Regions from separate parts of the Sus scrofa genome. Here region 1 is linked to region 2. A link is a contact called in public HiChIP or PLAC-seq data. All regions are on one chromosome and are shown on one strand. The core of a region is the stretch at or near the end of the contact, and the rest is flanking DNA. Distances in the headings are between cores, read along the strand shown. Region 1 overlaps HIVEP2 (transcription factor HIVEP2). Region 2 holds the start of HIVEP2 (transcription factor HIVEP2).

The links. HiChIP or PLAC-seq counts read pairs in DNA pulled down with a chosen protein or histone mark.
Region 1: an H3K27ac HiChIP or PLAC-seq map of skeletal muscle shows a contact between it and region 2. The contact joins the enhancer-like site here to the promoter of HIVEP2 in region 2. A contact is called at or near these places in 10 of 47 Hi-C or Micro-C datasets (alveolar macrophages, blood, embryonic fibroblasts and 6 more) and 2 of 2 datasets of contacts at active chromatin or transcription factors (alveolar macrophages and skeletal muscle).

What each region holds. Positions count from the first base shown.
Region 1 is chr1:22,367,189-22,372,952 of Sscrofa11.1, forward strand. The region is part of intron 2 of HIVEP2 (transcription factor HIVEP2); the gene reads left to right. Among named protein-coding and RNA genes, the nearest start is that of HIVEP2, 130 kb to the left of the region's middle. Within about 2 kb of position 2,378, at least 37 of the 83 cell types and tissues checked have an H3K27ac peak or open chromatin away from gene starts, as enhancers often do. A contact at or near this core is called in alveolar macrophages, embryonic fibroblasts, liver and 3 more, where this site is marked.
Region 2 is chr1:22,236,644-22,242,566 of Sscrofa11.1, forward strand. It overlaps HIVEP2 (transcription factor HIVEP2), which reads left to right and starts at 4,038. Exons shown (of 10, transcript XM_021072421.1): 1 at 4,038-4,416.

The sequences.
Region 1 (5,764 bases), core at 1,128-3,627, 130 kb after region 2:
TATCCCAAAGTATCTTTGTAATTATGATTACTCAACATTATGGTGGCTATTCTCCTTTGCTATATCTTGTTTCTACTTTTTAATAGAGTCGCATACATTCCTGTCAACAAATTTGTTTTAAAAATTTTTTTGAGGTGACTATTTCATTATAATTGGTATCCTTTATAACACTATGTGTTTGAGCTTAAAACATTATGCTAAGAAGGGATCCCCTGGCTTCATCAAACTCTCAAAGGGGTTCATGGTGACCGGAGGGTTGAGAAGTTCTGATCTAATTAAAATCTCCCATTTTACTGCAGAAAGTCAAGGCCTTGAAGAGGGTAGTGAGTTGCTTAAGGTCATCCAGCAGAACAGGGGTTAAAAGTGGTGTCCTTCCTGTTCTGTGTGGCTTCTTGGCACCTCAGTCCTGGTCTTGGTGTCAGGGGAATGAGGTCCTTTGTCTAACTCAGCAAACCCTTTTATGATGATGGAGGCCAAGTCAGCTTCCTTCTTTGTCCTTCCCTGGCCTGCGGTGCCCTTCCTCTCACCTCTCACCTCCAGGCCCACTGGTGGGGGTGGTGAGGTCTGGTCATCTCTACAGTGCTTGTCCCTGGGTCCCACATCATCACAAAGCGTGGGTCCTAAGTCACCTGAGGTGGCAACAGAAAGAGTAAAACATTGAATCCTGGTTGCTTGACCCCATTTAGTGGTGGTATTTCAGGCAATGTCGGTATCCCCATCCTAGCAGAGGAAATCTTTTCATCCCACCCGGTTGGCTTTCTTCTCCCACCCCCACGGGCTTTTTTAAGTTAATTAAGGAACTCCTGTTACATGGTTTCCTCCGTTTTAGACTAATGTCAGGCCGAAATGTCAACAGAGAAATAGAGTACTAATGTTTATACTGCACTTCTTAGTGCCATTTCTAAGCACCTTCTCTTACCAGTTCTAACAATATTATCATTACCCCTGTTTCACAGGCGAGAAATCTAAGGCACAGATAACTGAGGTTATTTATATGTCTATGTAGTGTCAGAGATGGGGTTCGAAAGAGGTGTCCTGGCTCTGGCGTCCGTGAGCTGGACCACTGTGCCACATGGCCAGTTACTATTTCAGTGTCTTACACTATTGTCCAGTCTCTGTTTTTCTTTGGTTTGGGATTGGACTAGGAACCTGCATATCTAGGATGAAGGGAGCCTTTGAATTATTTTAGTGCAATACTAGAGGAACTCTTTCCAGTCTCAGAGCTGTCTCTGAAAGGTACTGTGTCATTTGGTTCAAAATCTGTGCAGCTTTAATCTCCTGCTTCTATGTATTCAGGCAATCTGGTGAAGGAAAAACACATTCATACCCCCAAAAGTTTAGTAGTGCTGCAAAATACTTGATTTGGATTGACTCTGTCTCCAATTCAGGGACATTGACAGTGCTTTGATCTTTGCTGTTGAAGTCATCTCATCAGCAACACTGGCAAATACATCTTTGAAAATTTAAAATTCAGAAAATTATATCTGAATTCCTGTGTTTTGAAAAAAAAATGCTAGTATTTCTCTTCTTGAACACTAGTTGATGTTTTGGCAACTAGTTAAACGTCTGCAAATCCAAGGGCTGGCTGAGAAGCTAAGCTTGCTGTAACCAGTTATCCCCAGATGGCCAGACTCTGTTGCATACCACTTTATAGATGCTCACTGGTTACATACTTGGGGTTATGAGGTGTACTGTTCCACTGGTTTTGCCAGCCATGCACAACACATTATTTGATAGGTTGAGACAGATGGTGTAGCTCAAGCTAAAATGAGGGAGAAAAGAAAGTGAAAAAATAGAAAAAGGGCACTTGATTTTCTAACTCACATTTCGGAAGTGAATTTTAGCTTCTATGATTGACTAATAAATGCAGTGTTGCCCTAAGACTTGAATTCATTAGCGTCTGTTTAAACAGATATAAGTGAGTAATCGGCAGGAAGCAATCTTTTCCCTCATGGATGCTGTGCCAGATTTTATGGGGTCTCCTCCAGATTTGAAAATGTTGGGCCACTGGAAGTGTCAAAAATAGATCTGGGTTTTTCAGACGAAGACATACCACCATCAGTACCAATCAAAACAGAAAAATCCCAAATTTTATTTTTAAACTGGAAAAAAAAATATGTATATATAGCCTGGTGAAGCAGTGGTGATAAGGACAATTAATCAGTTTTCATGCAGCTGCTTCCTGACATTTCTGCAAATTGTTGTGGAAAAATTAATGAAGGTTAGATCAGTAATGGTTTCAAGCTTGGCCAGTGGAAAGTATGACAGTGTTTCCATCAGCAATTAAGCTGGGCTGCTTTCTTTTTTCTATAGGGGAAGTGGTATGATGTGTGTTCTCCACAGGAAATGGAAAGGGCAGTTGAGCTGTGTGAGCACAGGTATGGGAGGAGCGCGCTGGGGCTGCTCCAGCAGGCTGGCCCGGACGGGCACCATGGCCCATGTGCATCTTTTGCAAAAAGGATTTCTCTCTACCACCCGGAGACATCATCCCTTAAAAAAGAGAGTGAGAATTGCGAGACTTTCTTGCGCTGCCGTTTCAGAAACACACAGAGGCTCTGAATCTAAACTTTGGGAACCAGAAAGTGGAACTTATGACAAACAGAAAGTGAAACTCACCTATCTAATTTTATTTTTCAAGCCAAAGGTAGTTCAGTACAGGCCCAGTTCACATCCTGTGTAACCCTATGGGATTTTCCCCAGTATTAGTTAAAAATTTTCCCATAGGGTCACACAGGATGTGAATTAAAGTAAACACTTAACAAGCATGATGAAAAGGAAATTAGCTTTCTAAATGATCCTTTCACTGTTAACATCCTGAGTACTTATTAGAAACATGGGAAAGGGTCACTTCACTGTGTCATTATCAAGTTGGTACATTATGAGTATATTAACACTCCTTCCTACTTCATATGAAATGTAGTTCTTCACATATGAAACTAGATTTTACCTATTTGGTGAGCTCTTAGGAAAATGTCAAAAAGCCCGGCAAAACACTCTGTAAATCAATAATTCTTAGCCTTTTGTGGGGAAGGGTTCACAGACCTCTTTAGGACTCGGATAGAAATTTTTGACCCTTTCTCCCAGAAAAAAAAAAACAAACGCATTTTACATGCAGTTTTTAAAGGTTCACAGATCTCTTAAGTGACCTTGGACCTTAGGCATTTTTTCTTGGACTAGGTTTTTAAAGCTTTTGATGGACAGATAGGACATTAGAATGAAAATATTAATTCAGTTTAAGTAAAGATGTTATAAGAGGCCTTTTTTAAAGAAACTTTAGCAATAATAATTCTTTCCCTTTTCCACCTGGAAAATACTTCCTTGTCAATGGAAGGGAGCTTGTACAGTGGACAGAACATACAAAGCTGGCATTGAAGCTGGCTCTGTGACATTTTAGCAAGTGACTTTTGGGGCCCTGCCTCAATTTCATCACTTTAAAATGCTGGCAGGGGATAAGATGTCGCTTGTGTGTCTGGCAAATCATCCATGCTCTATATATCTCCCTTTCATTCTCTTCTTTCCTTCCTTCTTTGAGATGTAGCTTCAATGTCACTTTCTTACGCATCTTTTGGCAATTTCTCTTTGCAGGTTTTTTTGTTTTTTGTTTTTTTCACTTTCCCTGCAGTGTTCCTCTACTGCTTTGCAAATTCCTTTACTCTTAAAGTTGTGTTGTCATGCATTGGTTACTAAAGGTGTGCGTTCGGAGGCTCTTGTATCGTATCAGTGATGTTTTATTTCCCTTGGTGCGTGCTGTACCCAGCATAGTGTTTAAGACGCATAAGCATTTCCTGTTTGTTAAATTAATAGTGATAGTATCATGCTTATTAGAAACCAAATAATTTGGACTTGGGCTTGTAATTGTAATTTTATCGTGTTTATGTGACCACTCATCATCTCAGAAGAGCAATGCATATAGCTGCAGTAAAATTTAGTGAGAGAACACAGCCTCAAACTGAAAGTATGTATTTGGCTACATCCGGAGTATATTCTAAATCAGAGCCACAGTATTTTGGCTAGAGATTTCAGTCAGGTTAGTCACCAAGGAATTGGGGAAAATAAGTGCTGTTACATTACTAAAATGTTATGTATCTATACATTATCTGACTCTCAGAAGAAAATGTGGGCTCCCAAAGCCTTGGTGTATATTTTATTATTTAGAATCTGAGGTTGAACCATAGCTTGAAGGAGATATTGATCTGCCTTTCTTTGAATTAATTCCTGACATGCCCTTGCTAATGTTTTTCAATTTAAGTTGAACAAAAATGTGGCCCGTCTTTAAGGAGCTATCATTCTTTAACTCCCATTTCTCCATTTCTCCGTGTGTGTGTGTGTGTGTGTGTGTGTGTGTGTGTGTGTGCGCGCGTGTATCCTGCAGCTGTTACAAATATTTTTAAAAGCAACCGAAATTTTTAAAAAGTACATCAAACCACATTGTCTTAAGACTTGAATAACTCAGCAGTGGCAGTCAGCTCTGTTCTTTCTATATGTGATTAATGGTTTCCAAGCAGTAAATTCTGATTTAGAGCCTTGAGCATAAAGAATGACTTTATGGGCCCTGGGAGGATTGGAAGAGAGAGATGTCTAGTTGGCTGCAGGAGGTCTTGGAGCAAACTAGTGTGAGGACACAGCTCTGAGTAAGGTTGGAGAAAGCGGAGAGAGTGCAGAGAGGAGAAAGAAAAATGTGGAAAGTAGGGCATGGTATCTGGTGGTCTGGGGAAGGTTTTTGCCATCAAGAAAGAAGCTGTTAGTCTTAATATTCAGAGTACTAGAAAATGGTGAGGAGAACACTGGCTGAAGCAATTGGCGAATCGGACCAGTGGAAGTTGCTGCAGAAATGCAACTGAGGATCCAGAGAGGTGCTGATGGTGTTGGGTGGTGAGGAGGTTGTCAGTTGGGACAGAAGATGAACAGAGGCTCGTGCCTGTGAGATATGAAGAATTCAATTTAGGAAATATGGGGAAGGAAAAATACATGTTGGAAATGGGCTGAATTGGGGGCAAAGACCCAGTACAGTTGAAGGCTTTGCTCAGTAAATCATTGGCCATGAATTCTTGGCACTCGAGAGATGCACGCCATTCCTTTACTCAGGCATTTCCACCTCCTGGAAAGCCTTGTCTCTGCCTGTCAGAATTTTCAAGCCCTTATTTAACTTCTACCAGCTGCATAAATATTTCTTTCACAACACTAGCTCATAGCGGTCGCTCCTCTCCTAAGCTTATGTAGTACGATTATAAATGCCGGGGTACCTAATTGATGTTTCAAGCCATGATTTAAATTTTCACCTGAAATTCTTGTCTCTTCAGTGAACCCCTAAACTTGTGTAGAATTTGAGAGTGTAAAAAAATCTTTTCTGTGGTCTAATATGAAGTCATGCCTATAGCAAGAAGTCAATATATTTTTAAGAGTATCAAAAGATACTGAATTTTTACTACATTGCTCAAAGTTTCCTTTCCTAAATAGGAGGAAAAGGGAAGCATGAGACAAGACATAGTCCTTATTCTTTTTTTTTTTTCTGGTCTTTTTAGGGCTGCACCCATGGCATATGGAGGTTCCCAGGCTAGAGGTCAAATCGGAGCTACAGCTGCTGGCCTATGCCATAGCAACACAGGTTCTGAGCCGCATCTGCGACCTATACCACAGCTCACAGCAACGCCGGATCCTCAACCCGCTGAGCAAGGCCAGGGATCGAACCTGTGTTCTCCTGAATGCTAGTCAGATTCTCTCTGCTGAGCCATGATGATAACTCCACATAGTCTTAGTCTTGAAG
Region 2 (5,923 bases), core at 2,788-5,287:
AGCCTCTGTTCCCCTATATCTAAGGGGCCTTTGGGCTTCAGCTACCCTGGACAATCTTACTCCTACAACTGTTTCCTAATTTGACTTTTGTTCTTTATTTTTTAAGAAGGGTTTCTGTGAGCAGACCCTTGAACTTGTCTTCCTTAGGATAAAGCTCTGCTGTGGGCATCCATAAAGAGCTAGTTTCACTAGCTCAGACTACTGAAATGTGCTTTATGTAAATGGCTCCCATATCCAGTTCTCCCGCCTGGATATATTGCCTCTGTGCTCTGCAGCAGTAGGTCTTCAGCTTTATTTTTATTTTATCTTTTTGTCCTTTTTTAGGGCCACACCCACGGCATATGGAGGTTCCCAGGCTAGGGGTCTAATCGGAGCTGTAGCTGCCGGCCTACACCACAGCCACAGCAATGCCAGATCTGAGTACATCTGTGACCTGCGCCACAGCTCACAGCAACACCGGATACTTAACCCACCGAGCGAGGCCAGAGATCGAACCCACAACCTCATGGTTCCTCGTTGGATTTGTTTCCGCCGAGCCACAATGGGAACTTCAGGTCTTGAGCTTTAGAATGTGTAGGTATCAACAGCATTATCTGTAAAAATGCAGATTCCTGGGCCTCACAAAGATTCAGATTCAGGGGGATTGGGTGGCCATGGCCATAAGCCTGCCCTGTGTGAGAAAAGCCCTTACAGGAGCCCAGGAGGCTGCTCTGTTCATTGGGTGTCACTTTCTATTTCAGCCACATGGTTTTTCTTAAGGTCTACAAACATGCCAGGCCTGCTCTGGTCTTAGAGCTTTTATCTTAGCTTGAACTCTACCAAAAGTTCTTTACTCATTTCCTTCAAGCCTTGGCATAAATGTCACGTCTCAATGAGTCCTAGTCTGACCTTCCTACCTGATGCAGAAACACAACACCTCCTGCCCCACCCATATCCTTTACCCTATTTTTCTGTTTTTCCCCTGTAACTCTTTTTATCTTCCAAAGTTCTCTATCATTTATTTCTTATGGCTCTTTTATATCCTGTTCTTTATCCATCTACCTCCACCCCCACCCCCTCACCGGCAACTAGAATACAAGCTCCAGGAAAGCAGGAATCTTTGATGTGTGCACTGATGTATCTTAAGTATCTTCGGAGCATGGTAGATTCTCAACTCCTATTTTCTGAATGAAAGTTGGTTTCTGACATGGAAAAAAATGCCATACTGCCTTGTGGACATTAATTATTTTACCTTCTTAATATCTCATAATCCAGATTAGCAGATTTTACTTTCTTTTGAAACTGAGAACTAATAAAGAAGCAATGAAAAGTAATGAAAATAAAGTTCCTACCTGGCTGTGATGCTCTATACGGGTGCCCAGGCAGGGTCAGCTATGCCCCAGTCAACCTCACTTTCCACAGAGCTTCTTAGAGCTGAGTGCACAGTTTACCAGAGCCAGTTTTGGTTTTGTCTTCAGAAGTTTTCTGGGGAGAGGAGTTTTTCCATTACAATATTGCCCATAAATATAAAAACTGGACAGACATGTCTCAGCATTAACGGCTAAAGACAGCGATGCCTTTACTTAAGGTCAGTGATTTTTCCCAGTAAACTAGGGGATGCCACCTAGTTTACAATATTCATAAGTATTTTTGCTTGTGCTTCAACTCAGTTCAGGCTAACTTCCTTAGTGCTTGACAATTTTTGGAACAAGGTAATAAGAATCAAAGTTTGACTAAAAATCGTCTTTAAGAGTCCTCTCAGGTCACCAAAACTGATGTCTATTAGCTTTTTCTTTTTTTTTAAGTATTTTAACCAATTACCTAAGTAGCCTAATATTCACATTATAGTACTTAATCTAGTCCTTTAAAGAGGCATTTAAGATTTCTACTGACGTTCATTCTCCTGAAGAAAAGCACTGCCTGCTACTTTCCTTGCTCAGCTTCTGGGAGCTTGGGCAGCTGCTGTTGTGTGTGCTGAAGGGAAATTGGATTCTTAAAGAAACTGCTTAATCTTCTCTATTAAGCAATTAAATAAAATGGGCTCTGGGAATATGTAGCAGGTGGGTTTGGAAGTGAAAAAACATCTTGAAAATCACATTTTGCGTTTTAAATGGATGTTTGAAAATGCAATGGCATACATTTAAGAGAAAATGATGATTGCGGGAGTTTTTATTAAGTGTTTCAAGTTAAGTCAAGAAAGGCTAAATATTAAAGAACTTATACAATGAAAGGAGAAGTCGCTTAAATGGAAGTAGGCCCTGAATTTAAATGAGATCTATCTCTAAGAACACAGTGAAACTTATTTCAAATCTTTCAGTTTTTTCTCCTTTGGAAAAAAAAAAAAAGGTTAAAATAGAAAGTATCACCGCTATATTTTGTAGAGTCGTTAAACGTACTGTCGCCATTGCACGAGGACCTCAGAAATACACTGATTATAGGTCGAAATGAAAAACAAAACAAAGCAAAAACGAAACCGGCAGTACCATTCTCGCAGTCATTAAAGGGCTGTCCTCCTTTTAAATGCACTCTCTTTTAATGAAAAGGGAAGGGAATATTTGATATGCCTTGACATTTGGTCCCTTTCCGCGAAATCTGAAACTTGAGACGCAAAACATTCCGCAGTTGTCGGTGAAATACCTGCCTTAAAAGCAGAACCACAGTTAATGTCTTTGGCCCGGAATTCCAGAGACTCATTTCCACCCCTCCCACGGAGTCACCTGCTCAGGGGGAACCCCGGCCAGAAATCCGGGTCGCGCCAGGTCAAATCTTGCGCGTCTCTTGTTTACTCCGCCCGGGGCAGGGCGGCGGCGCGGACGGGGGGCGGGGAGGGCCTATCGGGCCCGCGGCGCCGGGGCAGTCAGCTCTGCTCGGCTCTGCGCGGCCGCTGGGGCGCCCGGGAGGGGTGGCGCACGTTCCTTGCCCGGCCCGCAGACCACCCGGAGGAGGCGCTCTGAGAGTACGCCCGGCCCGGTGGCCATCCTTTCGCCGCGCTCCTGCCGCCGCGGCCGCCTGGGAACCTCCCCTAAGGGTGCACACAAGTCCACACAGGCAGGGTAACGGCTCGAGGGAGCCCCGGTGTCCCCCGGGTGTTGCCGGGCCGGGGAGGAAGCCCAGGGCCCCGGCCCCCACTCGCCTGGGATTCCCCCGTCCCCCGGCCCCGCTGTCCCCGCGCTGGGTGTGATTTCACTCGCGTCCCTTCGGAGGAAGGGAAGCTCGCAGACTGGAGGCGGCCGCTCGCCACAGGTCTCAGCACTGCCACCAGGAAACCGGCAGCTGCTCCTCTCGCAGCTGCTCAAACCGATTTGAATACCCCGGCGAGGGCGGGCCGCGATCCCCGAGCTGGGTGCGCCCAGGGCACCCTGGTGAGTGACCCCAGCGAAGGCAACTGGGGCATTTCGAGCGCGTGAAAAGTTCATGCTTCCGCAGGGGCCCGGAAAGTGCTAGTAAAACACTTTGCAAAGCTCCACAAACGCAGCCAGGACCTACAATATGATTTTATTTTATTTTTTGACCGATAGCATTAATGTTGCATAGAGGCGGGGCCACAGAGAGAAAAGGGATCGGAGGAACCCGGACAAAAATCATAAAGACAATTCTAATTAAAGACAATACGAATTATTCTATAATTCTCTTTGTCTTCTAGATGAGGAAAGATCTGGGAAATGGGAAGATAGGAGTGGGAGGGAGGAGGTTTCCGCATCCCTAAAGGAAATTCTCAGGCTCCTAGAGACGCCCAAGTTTTTTTGCATGACAAGTAGAGACTGGCTCTCTGGGGAGATCCCTGGATCCGAGCGAGCGGGAGCGCGGCTGCAGCGGGGCCGGGCCTTGACTTCCCGGTCGCTTCCCTCCCCCGTCGCGCCGCACAACCCTCTCCGCTCGCCGGCTCCAGACTGGTTTTTCTGGTTCGGCCTCCCTCCCTGGGACGCGCTGGGGGATCCGATGACGTCGCTGGCTGAGTCTCTCCCTCTTCCTCCCTCCCTCCGCCTCTCCCCCCGCCCGCCCTCGCCGCGCACTCCTCCTAGTAACTTCTGTTCGGGGAGGCGCTGCCAGGAATAACCCCGTGCGTCCACAGACCGGGAGGGGAGGCGGCCGCTGCGGCTCCCGCACGCAGACTGCTGCGGCCCGGGCCTCGCGGCTCCCTCCCGAGCCCGGCGGCCCCTGTCCCGGGACCATCTCCGTACAGTGTCAGAAAAATAAATAAAGGAAAGAGGAGCCTGGGCAGGCGGTCGGGATCGCTTCCCTCCCTCCGTGCCCGCCCTCCCTCCCTCTGTCCTTAAGGAAATGCTACCAGACACCCCCCACCAGACACGCTCAGCCTTGGCGAGGAGCGGCCGCCGCGGCAGCGAGAACAAGGGCACCAGGGGGGTTTCCTCCCCCTCCTCCTCTCCCTCCTCTTCCTCCTCCTTCTCCTCCTCCTTCTCAGCGGTGACTTTCCAGGTGAGCGGCCGCCGCTGCTGCTGCTGCTGCTGCGAGGATCCCCCTCGCCCGCTCGGGCTTGGGCCGCCGCGTCGCGCCCTCCTCCGGCTCCTGTCACCCGGCGGCGGCCGGGAGCTGACAGCCGCCCTAGGGGCTCGCGGCCCAGAGGCGGGCGGCCGGCGGGAGGCGGGCTGGAGGTGAGGGGGGTGGAGAGGAGGCAAGCGGGGCGCCACCGAGCGCTGTCTCTCCCCGCCGGAGGAGGGTCTCCGCAGAAACATCCTCGGTGACTGTGGCACAAGTCTCCGCCAAGTTGTGTCTTGGACGTTGAAGCTCCTGGGAGCCCGGAGCAACTTGGAGGGTCTCCCGGCTCGTTAATCATATTCCTACACGTCTCGACTTTGGGGTGCTGGGTGCAGCCTTGGGGTGCGCGGAGGGCGGACCAACCATTCGGGTGAGCAGAGCGGCGGGAATCTAGGTTCCTCGGCTCGGTAAGTGGCCTCGGCGCGGTGTTTTTCCTGCCTCCCTTAGCATTAGCAGCTCGTTTCACTTTACAGCGAAATCGCCGCTGCCGGACCCCATCGCCCTCCCGGCGCGCGCCCTCGGCCCCTGGTCTACGGCGCAAGGGTGAGGGTCGGAGGGGGCGGGGATGGGGGAGACCTCAGGTGGGGGGGTCCGGCGCGTTGGGAAATGCGGGGAATACCCTGGCCGAGGATCTATGCAGATGAGGGGTGGCTGCTTTGCGTAATGTCCTGGGGGGAGGGGGCGGCGCGGGAGCGCTGGAGGCAGGAATGTGCCTGGTTGCTAATGAGGGACGTGCACCGGCGCGCACCGCCCGGCCACCGCTGCGGCTGCCGCGGCCGCTGGCCGCCCGTCGTCAGGTAGCGGGGGAGGGGGCCGCGCGGCGCGGGTCGGGGGCGGGCGGGAGGCACGAGGGCCGGGCCGCCGGCCTAAGGCCGAGCGAGGGCAGTGAAGGCGCCGGCTGTTGGCATTTCGGCGACTCCTTTCTCCTCCCGAGCCGGGAAGGAAGGAAGGAGAGAAGGAAGGAAGCAAGGAAGGAGGGGACTGTCTCGATGGAAGGTTCAGGAGGAGGCGCCCTGGCTTTGCGGGTGCACCGGCCGCGGAGCGGCTCCCGGCGCGGCGGGCTGGCCGGGGGCGCTCGGAGACGGGTGGGGCGGTTTGCATGCGTGTTGGTCTGTGCGTCTGCCCGGGGACCGGGAAGGGACATGTGTGTTTGGGCTGTGCACTGTGGGGAGCTGGGTCTGCGCCTTTATGTCTGTTCCCTGAAGTGGGTGGAACGTTGGCCCGTTCCGGGAATGTTCCATGACGTGGTGCAGCCACAGGAAGGGGGTTAACTAGGGGCTCTCTGCCGCGGCGGCTCTGCCGGCCGCTATCAAAGCAGATGTGCTGCCGCTGCTCCTCCTTCTCTCTCACCTCCCTTCACCCCTCCCCCAGCCTTTCCCTTCTGTGCGTCTGGTACTGGCAGGGGTGAGACAGGAAAACGCTGCTCTGTGTGTGGGGGTGGGGTGGG